2 separate regions of the Danio rerio genome follow, and region 1 is linked to region 2. The links are chromatin contacts, called in public Micro-C maps. All regions are on one chromosome and are shown on one strand. The core of a region is the stretch at or near the end of the contact, and the rest is flanking DNA. Distances in the headings are between cores, read along the strand shown. Region 1 overlaps prkar1b (protein kinase, cAMP-dependent, regulatory, type I, beta). Region 2 holds the start of pdgfab (platelet-derived growth factor alpha polypeptide b).

The links. A called contact is a pair of places that touch in the nucleus more often than the background predicts.
Region 1: a contact with region 2 is called in a Micro-C map of caudal fin, with 19 times the contacts expected there. The contact joins the enhancer-like site here to the promoter of pdgfab in region 2. A contact is called at or near these places in 3 of 18 Hi-C or Micro-C datasets (caudal fin, hematopoietic stem cells and an unstated tissue) and 1 of 4 datasets of contacts at active chromatin or transcription factors (caudal fin).

The regions. Positions count from the first base shown.
Region 1 is chr3:11,619,001-11,621,700 of GRCz12tu, forward strand. The region is part of intron 4 of prkar1b (protein kinase, cAMP-dependent, regulatory, type I, beta); the gene reads right to left. All of the region lies in intron 1 of LOC141381148, which reads right to left. Among named protein-coding and RNA genes, the nearest start is that of prkar1b, 35 kb to the right of the region's middle. Within about 2 kb of position 1,326, at least 5 of the 62 cell types and tissues checked have an H3K27ac peak or open chromatin away from gene starts, as enhancers often do.
Region 2 is chr3:11,476,624-11,479,323 of GRCz12tu, forward strand. It overlaps pdgfab (platelet-derived growth factor alpha polypeptide b), which reads right to left and starts at 1,400. Exons shown (of 7, transcript NM_001076757.1): 1 at 844-1,400. The coding sequence starts at 906. All of the region lies in intron 2 of LOC141381148, which reads right to left.

The DNA.
Region 1 (2,700 bases), core at 76-2,575, 140 kb after region 2:
GACGCCTCAGCATTTCTGCTGTCTGCTAAGTTGCTAATATCAAAATGAAAATAGGCAGTTGCTTAAGTCATGTTTTCTTACTTCATGTTTTCTACTTAATATTGAGGAAAAGCCCCAATCAGATAGGCGAATGTCAGCAGCCCCGACTCCGATTTTCCCCATCCACATTGAGACGGAGCAGCAGCGTTTTAGAATGAAAACGCTCCGTTTTTGGCGCTCGAAAACTCCAGCGTAGTGTGGACGGATGGTGTAACCGTAGCAAAACTTATGCGTTTTAAAACGAAAACGTATTAGTGTAAACGGGGCCTCAGTTTCCTGTTCTAAGCTGACAGGAGTGGCAACGAGTGTGATCAGAACACCTTAGTAACTACTTAGAAACACCTTAGCAACAATCTAGGATGAGACAAGGCCAGGATTTCATTTAAAAATATCTTCTTTTGTTTTCTGAAGATAAACAAATGTCTGTGTGCAAATTAACGAGTTTTCATTTTTGTGTGAACTAACACTTTAAAGGACCACATCTAGACATAGTAAACATAGTAAAAGTTGTGTATTTTAAAAGGCAAACGCACTAAACATATCTGGCGTCTCGATACTACTGCTGTTTATAGAGGATGAGAGAGCTCTAGGATTTCATCTGAAGTATCTTTGTTTGTTTTCTGAAGATGGATTAAAACAACACGACGGTAAATAATTAATAACAGAGTTTTCATTTTTGTGAGAACCAACCCTTTAAATAACCACAATTAGACATAGTATATACAGTAAAACGTTTGTATTTTAAATCGCAAACGCACTAATTGTATTGATAACATTGCTGTCTACGAAGGATGGGAGAGCTCCAGGATTTCATCTAAAGTATCTTCTTTTGTGTTCTGAAGATGAATGAAGGTCTGAGTAGATTAAAACAACACGATGGTGAGAATTTAATAACAGTTTTTATTTTTGTAAGAACTAACCTTTTAAAAAAAAACACGATTAGACATAGTAAACGTAGTAAAAGTTGTGCGTTTTAAAACGCAAACGCACTAAATGCATCTGGAGTCTCATTAACATTGCTGTCTATGGAGGAGGAGAGAGCTCCAGGATTGCATCTAAAATATCTTCATTCGTGTTCATTCAAGATTAAAACAACACGATGGTGAGTAATTAAATAATTAAATTAATTTTTGTGAGAACTAACCCTTTAAATATCCACAATTTGACATAGTAAACAACGAGAAAGTTGTGCATTTTAAAACGCACTAAACGTATCTGGAGTCTGTGAATTGGGTGTATGCAATAAGTGTTATGTCACCCGCAGCTTTCTAGTTTCCCCTGCCTAAAACAGACTGGGTGAAAATAAACCTGCTGTTAAAGACCTGAGCTGTGTGTGTGGCCTATCAGCAAGTCTGCGCTATTTTAAAAAAGCTCTTCTGAATGAAAGCTTCACCATCAGCGCCATTCCTGCTCCAATATAAGAAATGCTGTGGCAGAAAAGATCAGCGGTGATTTAATGATGACTGATTTAGTGGAGCTTTATCAACAAGTTCATTAATAATCGGACGCACTTTGTTGTGTCTAAAGATGTTCACTGTCCATCACCACTGGGATATGAGAGCAAAGGCCAGAGGCTGAAGGGTAAGAGGTCAGAGGTCGAAGGCCAAAAGGGTCATTACTCGCTGCTTAATTGGTGGATTACCCCAGCTGCATGCTCTACATACACATTGGGATTAGCTAAATATGAGATGCTACAGTTTTTACTAAAAAAGTATTTTTAAAAATAGCTAAAATAAAATTTGATGACTTGAATTAGTAAAATAGTAATAAATAAATATCATGTCTTACCAAATAAATACCAAAATAAATATAAATGCTTGAAATAGTTTGATTTAAAAAAAAAAAAAAAACATTTACAACACTGGAAACGTAATTAATTTTAGGAATTAATATCGAACTGTAATGCTTAATATTTAGTAAATATGATCCTTTACGCAAAATAAAATAGCTTTATAATTATTGCTACATGTTTTACCACTTTAATACTAAAGAAAATGGATATTTAGTTTTTAACACAATTTTTTAAATATGCTATTATTTTAAATTACAAATAATTAGTGATAACTATAAAATTTTACTACATAATGTTTAGTGTAATAACATATAATAAAATGTAATATAAAATAATAAAATAAATCAAAATAAAATAGAACTAAAAAATAAAATGTATATTTAGTTTTTAATAATGATTGTAATATGTTTTTACTGAATTAATAGTTAAGACAAATATATAAACTTACTGCATGTTTAGAAAATATGATTCTTACAATAAATTAATTAAATATTTAAGTAATAAATAAATAAATTAAATAATTAATGATAAATATACATTTCAACTGTTTAGAGAGTGAATATTGTATATTGAGTTGAAGTCAGAATTATTAGCCCCCTTTGATTTTTTTTTCTTTTTTTAAATATTTCCCAGATGATATTTAAGAGGGCATAGACATTTTCACAGTACGTCTGATTATAGTTTTTTTTCTAGATAAAGTCCTATTTGTTTTATTTCAGCTAGAATAAAAGCAGTTTTTAATTTTTAAACGCCAGTTTAAGGTCATTTTAAGCCCCTTTAGGATATATATTTATTTTGATAGTCTACAAAACAAACCATCATTAAACAATAACTTGCCTAATTACCCTAACCTGCCTAGTTAACCAAAT
Region 2 (2,700 bases), core at 150-2,649:
AAATCATCCGGAATAACTGTTTATTTATCACATGTATGCATGCATTTCAACAATAATACAACACATCATGCGATATTAAGTATATTTAAGTACATAAGCAGCTAAAATAAGGTTTTCCTCAGATTTCAATAAGCAAAATAACTTATCTAAATTAGGCTACTCCTCATTAAAATGATGCGCAGTGCCATTTGACGAAAACAGCTCAAGTACATCACATCAGAGTCTCCTCTGTTTGTATGTTTCTATGATATTTTGAAGTTTTGACAGAAGAGGGCGATCTTCAATAGTCAACCCCCTTCCCATGATTTTGTACAGTAAAAACAGCAGGGACATTAGTAGAAATAGATATTGTACACGAGGCCAGTAAGTGACCATGAGTGAAGCTTGGAAAATGGCATTTCATAATCTATCTATCTATCTATCTATCTATCTATCTATCTATCTATCTATCTATCTATCTATCTGCATAAATAAATATAAAATGAAACGGACCACTTCGTCAGGTAGCCTAATAAATGCATAAATATGTAAATGCTGTCGCAAAATATTTCAGATATCTATATTTTTATGACATGTTCACACGCAAACACAGCTGAACTGATATCATAAACTATGGATCTTACATGCACTTGGGATCATAGCATGCAAAGATCGTTTATTATATACCATAATGCGAATACACCTCATAAATGTACACATTGAGGGAACTGAACCGATTTATAGCTTTATGATGAAATATGAGGTTGATTATATAAACTCGGCGACCTGATTTGGTGTGACAAGACAATCCAGAACATGTTGGATGTAACAAGTGCTTCTTTCTCATTTCTGTGAGCTCTTTACCTCAGCAGCTGCCAGCAGAAGGTGCGAGGTGAGGAGCAGAAAGCAGCAGAATAGGGTTCTCATCTCCTTCCAATGTCAATTTCCCACCCAGCAAGAAAGATGAAGACTGTAGGAGCTTTGGATCCGCTCCTGAGCTCAGAGAGTCCAGAACCATACCTTGAAGATATCTCTCTATAAATGACCCGATGCACCAGCTCAAGTCTAAAGAGGAAAAAAAAAATCCGAGCTGGAGCTCCAGGTGTTGGTCCAAATGCTGGAGAAGAAGAAAAAGATCTCAAAAGTTGCAAAAGGTCGTCATGGCTGTCCAACAATCCGAATAGTTAAAGCCTTTTGCATTGCCTATGCCAATTAATGAAGAATAAAACTCTTTGGGAAACTTCAGAAGAGTTTAGAAGTGAGTCCATGCACCTCATGTGGAGCTCAGCACCGGCTCTTCCAAAAGTGGCTCGTCATGCGGTGAAAGTACAATCCTAGCAGGTTAGTATCCATGAATAAAGCAAGGAGGGGAAGAGCTCAGAGCTGGTCTTGTTGTCAGGAGCTCGTGCACTGAATGCTGTCTCATGCGCGTCTGATCTGCGGAATATATGCGCCTCCCCTCGCGCTCCGGTAATCACCGATGAGCGCTCGAGGAGGCGGTTGGCTGGAGCTGCATGTCAGATTTAACCCTTCAACCCCTTATTGAGGCGCTCCGATCTTACATCTGAGCCTAGTTTACAATGTGACAGCTGAAACGGGTCATCTTAGTAATCATGCCAGAGTATGCAAACTTTCACCAATCTACATGGCCTCGAATTATTTCATATTGCTTTCTTTACGCTGTCTTCAACGGAAAAGTAGACTAGCAAACAATTTCTGCACTCTAAATGTGAAGAAACCTCATGTTAGGAAATTTATTTACAGCAGCTTATCTAATAGAGTGCAGTGATTTACATTTGATTTTATTGCACTGTTCTTTGATTTGTTAAAACACGTTACACTTGTTAAAAATAGTACATGTATATATATTATGAAGAATTAATTTAATTAATTGGGCGCATTTAAAGTCCACATGAAATCAAAATGTGCAATATCTATTTTGCTAGCGCACCTTCCCAGGTAGCTAGAGCAAAAATTCTGGCCCAGATTTGGCATAAAGCTGGCACAGCAGGCATTCGTCCATCCAGTGTTCTGACGATCTGTGCTACCTCCTCAGAATGTGCTACCGGTAGCTCAATCTGTCATGTTTCATCTACCAAAACAGGGTTAGCACATCCGTTCAGCTTTTAATGTCTATCAGGATGAACTACCACATTAAATAAAGATGTAAAAACAGGGGTAGCACATAGTCATCTTCAAATGTCTATCGAAATTAACTACTGGACAATTTAGAAAAAGGCGTAGCAGCTTCAAATGTCTATCAAAGTGAACTACAACCTTATTTTTTGTTTCATTATTTTTATATTTAATTTGTTTATTAGAGTGGTCATTCATTCCGATTGACATTTGAAGCTGAAAAAATGCGCTATACCCTGTTTTTACACCCTTTTTTTAGATGAACTATGACAGATTGAGCTACCAGTAGCACATTCTGAGGAGGTAGCACAGGTTGTCAGAACACCGGCACTGGCATTCAGCATGTGGGCCAAACATGGTTCAGTTTTGGCAGAGGTAGCAATGTCTGTAAGGTGGCACACAAGACTTGGCATATATATCAATAGTATTTGGCCCAGATGTTACAAATTTATAGGTTGGCCACGTAAGTGTGTGTGTGGACTATCTTGACCCTCTTTTACAATTCTTTTCATCAGCATGGACCTTTTGAGCTAGACTTTAATGTAGGGATGAAGGAGATGGTAAGAGAACAGTGTACAGCAGGGG